Regions from separate parts of the Mus musculus genome. Here region 1 is linked to region 2. The links are chromatin contacts, called in public Hi-C maps. All regions are on one chromosome and are shown on one strand. The core of a region is the stretch at or near the end of the contact, and the rest is flanking DNA. Distances in the headings are between cores, read along the strand shown. Region 1 overlaps Itga8 (integrin alpha 8). Region 2 overlaps Itga8 (integrin alpha 8).

Region 1 (6,572 bases), core at 135-2,634, 130 kb after region 2:
GAGAGAGAAATAAGAACATCCTTGGGCTAGCTAGTTTAGCCACATCAGTGAGCTTCAGGTTCAGTGAGACCCTGTCTCAAAAACGTAAGGTGAAGAACAAAGAAGACAGCTGACATTGAGCTCTGGCCTCTGTGTGCACTCACACATACATGCACAAGCACGTAAATAATTTCATGAACAATATATATCCAGACTCTGTATCTGTCAAGGGCCAGACAACAAATGTTTCAGGTACTGCTATCTTCCACAGTCTGTTACAACTGCCCAAGCACACACTCATAGTGAAATCAAATGACAGACAGGACAGAGGAAACTGGGTGTGGCTGAGTCTCAAAGAATTTTATGTATGGGCACAGAAACTGAAATTCCATATGATTTTTATGTGTAATAAAATATTCTTTAAATTGTTAGCCAGTTAAAACTTTGAAAGTATACATAGCTTACAGGCTGTGTAATAATAATATAGAAAGAAAAGATAGTTCAAAATCTAGTTGTAGTTTGCCAACATTTGACAGAATATTTTTAAATTGATAAACAGCATTTTGTGATCTTTAGGTAGCTGAATGTGTTTGTGTTTCACATTTAACTAGTCTGTAAGAGACAGCCATAAAGGGGTAACTGTATAGACAGACACACAGGTATCTAGAAACGTAGATAGTTACATTGGTGGACAGGTGGATAGATTGGCCAACAGATAAATCAAATTCATTCCTATTAATTCTTATGTAGTATTATATCCCATTAGATAGCCATGTGTGTTTTGGGTATCCATCTCACTTGGCTAGAAGTCTTTATTTCTTTTTATTTTGATATTAATAAATATGTGGGCACTGAGCAGTCTTATAAAATCCGTTTCATCAGAGGGTGGGGTGGAGTGTCCGTTATTCAGGACAATTAAGGGTTTCCCAGCCACTGGGCTGGGAAACAGTGTCTCAGATTTGTTGTTATTTGTTTGTTTTTATGCTCCTTTAATATTAGTATCTTTGATCACCTTTTTATGTTTGTAGACCATTCATCCCTCCCTATTAATTTCTCATTTATATCATTTGCTTATCTTCTTGTTTACATGTTGACTCTACTGATTGTATAACTGGTTATATAGTATTGATTTCTATCATTTTATATGTTGGAAACATCTCTCTCCTCTCTCTCTCCCTCTCCCTCTCTCTCTCTCTCTCTCTCTCTCTCTCTCTCTCTCTCTCCCTCTCTCTCTCTTCTCTCTCTCTCTCTCTCTCTCTCTCTCTCTCTCTCTCTCTCTCTCTCTTGTCTTTTAACTTTATGGAGCTTACTATACATGCAGAACTCATCCTTACACTCTGTGGTAGAGTTGCTGTGCTTAGTCTGACACGTAGAGCCATGTGTCTCAACAACATTGGGTTACTTCCTTTTCTTTCCACTGTGACCAAATAACTGACAGAAGCCACAGGAGGGAAGAGACACTGATTTCCATTCAGTATCTGATGAAGAAGCCATGTTAACAGCAGGAGCCTAGTCCAGGTCAAGTGACTTGGCTATTCACATCCCATCAGTGAAGAACCATACTGCATGAGACTAGAACTAGGGCTTGGCTATACTTTCAAAGTCCCCTGCCCCCAGGAGCCAACCTCTTCCTGCCATCCCCATCTCCTAAAACTTCTACAAGCTCTCTTTACTGTGCTCTATTGGTTAGAGTGTTAGACACTTGAGTCTGTGGAACACATTCAAACCATGTCAACCACATACTGAACAATTAATCTCTATTTGCTCAATGATGGTTATTTTATCTATGGAGAAAGAAGAAGGAGAAGAAGAGGAAGAAGAAGAAGAAGAAAAAGAGAAGAAGAAGAAGAAGAAGAAGAAGAAGAAGAAGAAGAAGAAGAAGAACAACAACAACAACAACAACAACAACAACAACAACAACAAGAGAGGAGGAGAAGGAGAAAAACAAACAAAACAGTCCTTACATGTCCTAGGGGACAGCATAGCCTCCAGGTGGTCTCAAACAACCTCAGTCTGTGGATTTTGTTATGAGAAAGACACAGTGATGCCCTCTCCTGTGAACATGCCTAGTCTTTAAGGCTTCCTTACTTCCATTGCTTTTCCCATTCTCTGAAATTTTCTACCCACTGTGCTATTCAGCCCTGAGAGAGCTCCCCTCTTAATTGCTCAAGTGAAAGTTAAAATACCCATCTCCCCAAGAAACAGGTTCCTAAATCACCTGACTCTGTGACTATCTTGTCATCCTTTTTGTAATAGCACTAACCACTGTCTGAGATAGTATGCTAGTTTTCCCATGTATTGGTTTCCCCTTGATAAAGTACATTAATTCCACACATAGAGACATCCTGTCTCTCCTCTGCAGTCTTCAATTCTTGAATTATTGACAGCACACTGTAAGTTGTCCATAAGTATTTATTGATTGAATAATTCAGTTTCCATGCATTTATTCAGAAGTTTCCCAGAATAAATTATTCAGTTCAATTTATTGTTGTTGAAAAAGTAAGTATGTGCATGTTGGAGAGGAAAGAAGCGAAGCAAGGAAGGAAGAAGGGAGAGAGGTAAATAGGATGAGAGACAGAGAGGTTCACCCTTTGCATTTCCTTTTAATTTATTTCTGTAATTTGGGAGTGTAGACAAACCTGAAGATACCCTGAAAAGACAGGGAGCCAAGCTGAGAAATACAGATTTCTGTCAGCAAACAGCCTGTTCTACTTTCTGGGCTGTGAATAATCCCCCTTAAACTGTATATCTGGGCAGCCTGGGTATAGATCCCAGTGGGTGGTAAGCCCACCAGCTTTAGGTCTTTTTACTTGGGGGAATGCATGTTTCAGAACAGGAGTGGGGTGTGGTGCTATAGAAGGTGGTGCACACATGAGCAAGGGCAGAGTTCTCTAATCTGTTTAGTGAAATGAGAAGGATTGATGGAGTGAAGCTAAATCAACAGCAGAGGGGTGGGAAAGGCTGAGACCACACAGGTGTGGCCAAACACTTTGGCAGATGGAACAATTTTGGGAAACTATTTATAAAACTCTCGACCTCATTCTGGAAAAGCAGTAAGTTTGGCTCTAGCTTTCGGTCATCACTTCCAAGCCTGTCGCCTCAGGGACTTTCTTCAAGCTGTTGTGGGAACTGTCCAGACAGTTTTGATCAAGAAAAGGGGGAAAGAAATCTTGAAATGTTTAAATCTTGATCATTATCAAATGTGCTTTTGCCTTTAAGTTGAAGCTATGCTTGTGAGAATAAAGAAGATTCATACATAAAGGTCAAGATAAAATGACGTTGTTAGATAATCCCTTATCTAAAAGAAACAAACCTAAGAAAAGAGTGTGAGTTTGGTTTTATGTCAGAGAAAATTTAAGTTCCAAATGGATTACTCTCAATCCCCCCATTGAAAGATGATAAAGAAAGCTCTGGGGCTCCACTCTTGGCTGTTGAGAGATCTGGTGTTTCAATAAATTTCACTGACTCATTTCTGCCTCAGATGTTCAAGAGATGTTTTGTTCTGACTGGATAATCTGCTAACTCAAATTGGTGGCTTACCTCATATATGTATACTCTATGTCAGTAGATACGTACATGAATATGCAAACACACATGTAGTGCAAATGAAATGCTTACCTTTGCCTAACAGATTGGGTCCCCATGTCTTGCTCTTCACATCAGAAGACATAGGCTCTGTCTGATCTCCATGTGTGAGGCTTCCTTTCTAGTCTGGTAGCTTTCTCCTATTCCCCACTGAGTTACATACACACACACACACACACACACACACACACACACACATACACACACACACCATGATCCTTTCTTATTTCCAACTTCTCTAAGTAATTTTCTTAAAACCTGTTTGTAAGTGGAGGATAGGATGGCTCATGCCTGCAATCCTTGCACTTGGGTGACAAAGGCAGGAGCATTACAGGTTTGGGGCTAACCTAAGCCAATTAGTGAGACCCTGTCCCAAAATAACAAACAACAAAAGGGCTGGTTATGGATTTTGTCATTAGAGTGCTTTCCTGGTATGAAGAAGCCTCTGCGTTCTATGCCAACACCAAATGAATATAAAAGGCCATAAATCCTCTTTTTAAGTTGAAAATCTGTAGGTTATTTTAAAAATTTCAAACAATGAAGTGTTTTGCAAGAAGCTTCCTTCTCTGTGGATCTTGGTAATGGGAGCTAAGTGATGCTGTTAACAATGGCTTCAAGTATTTTCACTGTTATTTGCCAGTTGGGTTATTCTATATTCTGGGGAAAATGGAAGACCTGGGAAAATGCTTTATACATGGTTAAAAGACAATTTGTCATCTTAGAGTTATATCAATGACAAGAAAGATACTTTCTTGGTTCTTTTGTGACAAGGATGGGCCATGTGCTTCTTTTCTTTCTTCCTTCCTCTCTCTCTTTCTCTCTCTCTCTTCTTTCTTCCTTCCTTCCTTCCCCTCTCTCTCTTCTCTCTTCTCTCTTCTCTCTTCTCTCTTCTCTCTTCTCTCTTCTCTCTTCTCTCTTCTCTCTTCTCTCTTCTCTCTTCTCTCTTCTCTCTTCTCTCTTCTCTCTCTCTCCCTTTCTCTCTCTCTTTCTTTCTCTGTATCTTCGTATTCCTTCCTTGCCCCTTACCACTTACATACAGCAGGCAGGAGAGCTGACCTTGAGGTCATGAGAGCTGGAAAGTTGGCCCTGCCCCTCAACAGCTGCAGCACTCAGGAGAGTGGGCCTTGTACCTTGCCTTGGCAACACAATAGAGCCAACCCTGCTGGAGTGGGCTTAGGTGAGCCACCCAAGGGCTTGAGAGGAGAGCTGACCCTTCCCACTAGTGGGTACCTCATTGGGTGAGCTAGCTTGAGGGCACTGGCTGGAGAGCCTCACCCTGATGATGTGGGTATGGGAGATCTGGCAGGCTGACCAGCCCAGCTACGACCCAGGTCCAGATCCGGGGCTTTAAGTTGGTCCACCCCAACATCTACCCTATCTATGAACTGCTAGAATTTGTGAAGAGGCTTTTCCTACATATCCCAAACTGCAGGACCTCCATGACACAAGTCAAAAACATGATATCTGAGGGAAGTCCTACTGAGGATCCAGTATTGATGGTGTAGCAGGAGCCAGAGGCCTTGAACCAGATTAATGAAGATTTGCAAGCAAAGAAGTATGGACAAAAGGGTACACTGTGGGACACACTGTCACACATTACAGATTCCACAATGAGATTTCTTTTCCTTTTTGGGGAGAGGTTGCAAGGTTGGATATGAAGGGATGGGGAGCCAAGTGGGATAAGTGCATGATGTGAAATTTGCAAATAATCAATAAAATGTTAACTTAAAAAAGCTGAAAAGGTAGTTTAATGTCTGTCTTAGTCAAGGTTTCTATTCCTGGACAAAACATCATGACCAAAAAGCAAGTCAGGGAGGAAAGGATTTATTCAGCTTACACTTCCGCATTGCTGTTCATCACCAAGGGAGGTCAGCACTGCAACTCAAGCAGGTCAGAAAGCAGGAGCTGGTGCAGAGGCCATGGAGGGATGTTACATACTGGCTTGCTTCCCCTGGCTTGCTTAGTTTGCTCTCTTATAGAACCCAAGACTACCAGCCCAGGGATGGTACCACCCACAATGGACCCTCCCTGCTTGATCACCACCTGAGAAAATGCCTTACAGCTGGATCTCATGGAAACACTTCCCCAAATGAAGCCCCTTTCTCTATGATAACACCAACCTGTGTCAAGTTGACACACAAAACCAGCCAGTACAATGTCGAGTTCTATGACATGGCAGCAGAAAGGGCATTACACTCCAGTTTCCTGGATGTTCTTTCTGCTCTTCATGGTAAGCTCATTCAGCCATTCACAATATAAGAACAGAAAAAATTAATTATGCCATTCTGAAAATTGTGAAACTTTTCAGTTCATTTGTCAAAACCACAATTTCAGTGTTTTTCTCCATACATAACCAAATATTAAGATGCTTAAATGAGACAAATTTGTGCTTTTAGAGTTTAAATAATAATTTTCATATGTATGGGTTTGGGAAAGCAATCATAAAGATTATATTACAATAATTTCTATTATATATTTTCCTGCTCTGGATGAGAACATGATTTTTCTATAATTATTTCCATATCGAAATTATCTCCCAAAGAATAGAGAACACATTCCCAGCTTCATGTTTTGAATAACCATAGTAGCTAACCAGCGCTATTTAGAGTTTTGTTTAGCAATAAAAATGAATGCATTTTCTACATCATATAATAATATTTGAAATGTTTTTCATATGTAACTTAACTAAAGTTTTATGTAAAATTTGTTCTGCAAATACATATGGACTTTTGTTAAGACAGTGTGAGCAATTTTGGAGGGTGGGAATTCTGCTGTTTTATAAGGTACAGCATGAGAAGTGAGAAATTAGAAATAAAGAAACAAACCCATGAGCTCCCCAGGGGAAATCACACGCCACCTGTAGATCATTGGCACATAGGCTGAGAGGCAGACTTGACTGTGGTTTGGTCTGCACTGATAAAAACCATCAATTTAACCTCAGCTTCTACAAATCACTTTGCTATAGTCACATTGGCTGGGATAGTTTTCTCTCTTACCTATGCACATGT
Region 2 (5,885 bases), core at 504-3,003:
ACACAAAGGCACATATAGACACACACAGCGTACACACACAGTGTACACACACACCCTATATACATATACCATACACCTTTATACACAGAGACACACACAGACATGCACACAGCGTACAAATACACCCTATATACACATACCATACACATTTGCATACACACACACTATACACACAAGCACACACACTTAGACTCACACACACAAGCATAGACACACAGAAGCATACACACACACATACATGCACACCTTAAACAATATATAAGTTATCAATTAGCCTTGATATTACCATTTAGAAAAATTCAAACCTATGTGTTTGAAAACATTTTACAATTCACTTTACACTAGTTTTTTTTACTCATACTCAAAACAGAACAAGTTGTTTATCTTTGTATTGTCTAGGAAGGAATAAACTTGCTGAGTAACTTACTAGCTATGTCACTAATCAATTTAATATCTTAAGAAAAAATAATATTCAAGCAATCTCAATTATAAATGCCACTGACATAAAAATAAAGATTAACATTTTAATATCTATTTTTTAAATCTTTTGAACCTCTTGCAATCTTTTTTAAAGTTTGAGTGCTCTGCTGCATGTACAACTGCAGGCCAGACAAGGGCATCAGGGCATCAGATTCCTTTACAGATGGTTGTGAGCCACCATGTGGGTGCTGGGAATTGAACTCTGGACCTCTGGAAAAGCAGCCAGTGCTTTTAACCGGTGGGCCATCTCTCCCGCCCTTAATAGCTATTTATTAATAAGAGGTTTTTGAAATTTCCCTGGGCAACCTAGTAAATGTTGTTAAAGTGTATTAAGGAGGCTGGAAAATGGCTCAGGGGTTAGAGCATGGCTGCTCTTCCAGATAAGTTGGGTTCTATTCTCAGTAACCATCCAGTGGCTCATAACCATCTCCAACTCCAGTTCCCATGGCCTAATATCATTTTCTGGCATCCAGCATACTTGTGGTATATGCACATCTATGCAGACAAAACACTCATACATATAGAGTACAGTAAATTTCAATGAAATATGTTAAGAACCTGGAAGTAAAGACATTCAGCTTTCCCATATTTAAAGAATTCATACATTATTCTAATTAAGCTATTTTAGGGAGCTATTACTTCATATTGTCATTAAATCTTATATTCAGTTTTCACAGATTGAAAGTTGTTTTTTCTTTTATAAAGAAAAAAGCATAGTCAAGTTGCATTAAAAGAATTTCCTAGCCTTGGGCAGATTTTTTTTTTTTTTATGTAAGACTATGAACACTCCCAAAGAATAAGGAAGAAACAAGGAAGCCAGGTGCTTAGTGCACACTACCACTCAGTTTGCAGGGATCTGTCAATGTTTAATGCAAGTTATCTGTTAGCACTGTCCCTGTCACTGAAAATGATTGTTAAATTGCCACAGAGGGGGAAAGCCCTGTACAGCCAGCATAGTGCACATTAAACAAGTTACATAATATATACAAACATATATAAACAATGTCAGACATAAGGCAAACATTACACTCTAAGAGAGTTAGGGGTCTTTTACTAGAGCATGTGATTCAAGACTCTGTGTGTGAGAGAGATACGTTAAGGGTGCTGCTGTGAAGATCTGGTTACTTACAGTATATGCTAACATTCAAAGACATTATTCTTCAATAAGCTGTTGTCCCTGAAGTCAAAAATCATCTCGATTAAGGGTAAGGAAGGAAGAAATGAGAAGAACTATTTCAGGAAGTATTTGAAATCATTTCATGACACACAATGGCTTTATTTATTACTTCTGCATAAAGAGAGACGCTTACTACCTCTTGTGTCCTTTACTGCTGAGCCTCCTGTTAGGAGAGTCCTCTTGCCTCTACATACAGAGCATTTGGGGTTGAAAAAGGAAGCCATTCATGATGGCAGTGACCCTGGGCCTATGCCTGGGTCCTAGATGGCTCAGTTTGGGGTTCAGGACATCTGTCCTTACACCAGAGACACTGACTGGGCCCTTGTAGCTACTAGGAGAATGTTCTCCAGCAAAGTTGTCTTCTGAGGACATAACTGATCCACAAAGTTCCATTTCTGTTTTCATGCAAATGTGACATTTTCAAGGGGTGATGTTACTTCCTTTCTTAGGAGCCTAAGCTCAGTTTGGTCCTTACCCTGGATGGGATCTGGCTTTGGGACACTTGGTGATGAACAAGTGACCAGCAGACAAGCTGCTTGGACAGAAGGGAGAAGCTCAGACCTGCTCTCAATTGACTCCCAGGCATCTTCCAATGAAGCCCCAGGTTCCGCCCTGACCCTGCATGGTTACAGACCCTATGTCAGGGCCTCTTACACTTTCCCTAGTTCCCGAGGCTCTTCTATGACCCTGCCTTCTAATACCTCTCCACAAACCCCTTTTCTGACCCTGCTTCTAATAGGCTTCTCAGGTCCCGCTCTGGCTCTGTGTTATAGTAGGCCCATGGCCTCGCTCTGACCCTGCTGTGCCATTGGCTCCATAGGTCACTCCGTGACCACACTTGTTACTAGACCCCAGAAGCACTTAAAGTCTGTACTGCACTGCTTTGAGCGTCTCTTCAAGCTTTCACTACCACGCATTCCAGTCTGGGAGTTCTCAGGGCATTGAGAGAGCCTTTGGCAAATCCCATTTTACCACGTGCTATTGACAACAGCTGTGAGAACTCATTTTGGCAAAGATCCTCATGTCTTTGGGCAATATACCAAAAAAGACTTTTAAAAATAGCATTTTATACTAACTCTCCCAAATGTGGCATACCTAGTTATGATTTTGGCTTTGTTGGGGCTATTGATCAAATAACCTATAGAACTTGGGGAACGCCAGGGCCAAGAAGTAGGAGTGGGTGGGTGGGGTAGTGGGTGGGGGAGGGTGTGGGGGATTTTTGGGATAGCATTGGAAATGTAAATGAAATAAATACCTAACTAAAATAAAAGAAGTTGCCTATCGCGGCTCAATAACTGCCAGGTTGCTATGGATAGAAAACACTTGCTCAGGCCAAGACTACACTTGCTTAGACCCTTTAAAAAGAGAAATGGTCTGCTCAGGGATGACCTAAGCAATTTAGGTCAAGCCACTGTTTAGACTGTAGTCCTACCTTTATATCCTGTGGGTTGATCTCAGGATTTGTTTGACATTGTAGAGGTCCCAGAGTTTGAAGATGAAAAATATAGAGGAGAAACTCATCCCGTGCAGAGAACGGCCAGCCCACGTCAAGAATGCTGTCACTGATGGTGCTGGGTCCAATATTGTGCAGCTGCAAGAATGTGGCACATTAGGGAATGACATGTCTATCATGTGTCTGTTTTAAAAAGCACATCTTATCAGCTTTAACTATGGTAGTAGGGAATAGAACACAGAATCTAGCCAGGCCTGGGGCGCTCTGAAATCATGGTATGTACACATTCAGGGCAGACTCAGGCTGGGAAGCTCTCAGCATGGGTTATTCAAAGACTATGCCAGTGGAGCAATTCATATTGGGATGCTTGGGACCAGAAGTCCTTTAAACTTCAGAATACTGCACGTACAGAATGCAAAACCTTAGGTATGAGAATCTCCTATAATCACAAATCTGATGTTTCCTTCACACTTTATTATGCATAGCTTGAAGGCAACCTTTTAAATATCTGTCTACGTATGTATGTATGTATGTATGTATGTATGTATGTATCTATCTATCTATCTATCTATCTATCTATCGTATGTGTGTGCATGTACATGTGCAGATGTCTGTTCAGATATGTGCCTATAGAGGCCAGATGTTGACATCAACTGTCTTCCTCGACTTCTCTGCACCTTATACATTGAGATAATATCTTCCTTGAACCCAGAGCTCCCTGATATGGGACTCACGTAGCTAGTCAGCTTTCTCCAGGGATCTCTCATCTCTGCTCTCTAAACACTGGATGACATGCAGGTTGCCACCCTACATGGCAAGGGCTTTAAGCCACCTGTGCAGCTTCTTATGTTTTTTTTTTTTTTTAACTTGCTGGCGTTTTGCCTACAGTCTGACCCATGAGGTCAGGTTGGTATTTTCTGCTTGCAGTAAGCATCATGCGAATGCTCAAAACAACTCGACTCTGGAGTACATGTTGTTGTTTGTAGATTGGAGAAGATCAGTCTGTACTTACTATGTACAAGCATAGCTATGCTTACCTCGGACTGAAATAAATTCAATGGTAGCACTAGAAATGCTATTTTAATTATATGCTTCCAAAATGTAGCGATCCTTTCTTTACATTGGAATTTGCCTCCCGCCTGACTACTGGCTTGTCAATTGCAACCATCTGCAAGGCACTCTCTTTCACCCTCTGGGAAAATGGCCATCCATCAAGTGCCAAAGACAGTCTGTGTGCCCTAAAGTTCTCTGCAAGTGCATGTTTCAAAGCTGGGATTCCTGGAGCAAGCTGACTAGTTACATTAACAAATCCCAGGGAAAGGAAGCCCATACCTCATGAAGATGAACATTTTAAACATGTGAGTTCCACTCAGAGGACACAGACCACATCCCCCAAACACTGAGCACAGTGGAAGGTAGTGGGTGAGTTTACAGATTCTTTTTAAGAGTAGTAGAGATCTTTGTCCCTTCTCAGTTCTGAAATCATCATAAAGCAACAAATTTTCTGTTTTTGCTACTCGATGGCCTATTTAATTCACATCATTAAGAGTACAGCGTCCACTGACAGCGTATCTTAAGACTTGAGATTAGCAATTAGTATGTAAGAGATATTTGGTGTTTTAGTTTTTTGTTTTGTTTTGTTTTTTGACATCCTGGTGACTACTTTAAATTTTTATAATGTGTATGCTAATCCTAGAATGCACATAAATGATTGAATCTGAACTTTTTCTCTAAGCTCTGAAGTTTTACCATTGTTAAGAAGAATTTGGCTCACACGGTTCAGTTAATGATTTGACAGCTTACTGTTTTCCCTGTGAGGTTCTTGCCCTGAGTTTTCCTGGGATTGTGATGTCCTTTTGTTGTTACAACAGCTTAAGCTCAGGCCAGGGCTTCTGAACAGAGAGTGGAAGGGAATCTTTGAGCCAACACTAGTCAGGAGTTATCACTTCTTCCCTATAGATGAATAGCTCAAGTTTGAGAATGTATTGCTCTTCATGGCCCTTTGTGTTGGCTAGGGTTAAGTGTAAACTTGACAGAAGCTAGATTCACCTGAGACATGGGTCTCTGGTCTGGTGGGGGATTATCTTAGTCTTGTAGTAATACGGAAGGCTCCTTTTTAATTGTAGGTGGTACTGGTCACCCTGGACTGTCAAAAATGAAGAAGGTGGGCTGACCACGTATGCGTACATGCATTTCTGTCTGATCCCTGAGTACAGATGCAATGTGACCAGCTAGCCTTCTGTTCCTTCCATGCTCTCCTCCCTGCCTGCTGCAATGTCTTTCCTGCTATGATGAACTATATTCCTGTGGAACTATAAGCTAACATAAAGCATCTCTTGAGTCACTGATGTTAGTGTATTTTATTACAGCCAAAAAAGTGTAATTACATAAGATGAAAGCCACATTCAGAAATAAAAGGACATGGTAGGACTCATGGCTCCAGCTGCATATGCAGCAGAGGATGGCCTAGTCAGTCATCAATGGGAGGAGAGGCACTATGTCCTATGAAGGCTCTATGCCTCAGTGTGGGGGAATGCCAGGGCCAGGTAGCAGGAGTGGGTGGTTGGTGAGCAGGGGGGAGAGGGGAGGGGATAGGAGATTTTCAGAGGGGAAACCAGGAAAGGGGATAACATTTGGAATGTAAATAAAGAAAATATCCAATAAAAAAAAGAAGCAAGGAGAGTTTTATATTTTGACTAAAGTTCTTAGCAATTTAAAAAGTAACATCTAATAAAAATATTTTTCCATTATAAAAAAACAAAACAAACAAACAAA

What was found. Hi-C and Micro-C count contacts between places; a contact is called where the count stands out from the background.
Region 1: a contact with region 2 is called in a Hi-C map of bone marrow-derived macrophages, with 31 read pairs. The contact joins two enhancer-like sites. A contact is called at or near these places in 13 of 39 promoter capture datasets (the 3T3-L1 cell line, the C10 cell line, the HPC-7 cell line and 9 more), 41 of 484 Hi-C or Micro-C datasets (the 63-12 cell line, B cells, the C10 cell line and 31 more) and 2 of 115 datasets of contacts at active chromatin or transcription factors (bone marrow-derived dendritic cells and embryonic stem cells).

What each region holds. Positions count from the first base shown.
Region 1 is chr2:12,279,472-12,286,043 of GRCm38.p6, forward strand. All of the region lies in intron 2 of Itga8 (integrin alpha 8), which reads right to left. Among named protein-coding and RNA genes, the nearest start is that of E030013I19Rik, 18 kb to the right of the region's middle. Within about 2 kb of position 1,385, at least 4 of the 459 cell types and tissues checked have an H3K27ac peak or open chromatin away from gene starts, as enhancers often do. A contact at or near this core is called in bone marrow-derived macrophages, where this site is marked.
Region 2 is chr2:12,152,283-12,158,167 of GRCm38.p6, forward strand. Itga8 (integrin alpha 8) reads right to left here. Exons shown (of 30, transcript NM_001001309.3): 25 at 3,090-3,248. Among named protein-coding and RNA genes, the nearest start is that of E030013I19Rik, 150 kb to the right of the region's middle. Within about 2 kb of position 1,754, at least 8 of the 459 cell types and tissues checked have an H3K27ac peak or open chromatin away from gene starts, as enhancers often do. A contact at or near this core is called in bone marrow-derived macrophages, where this site is marked.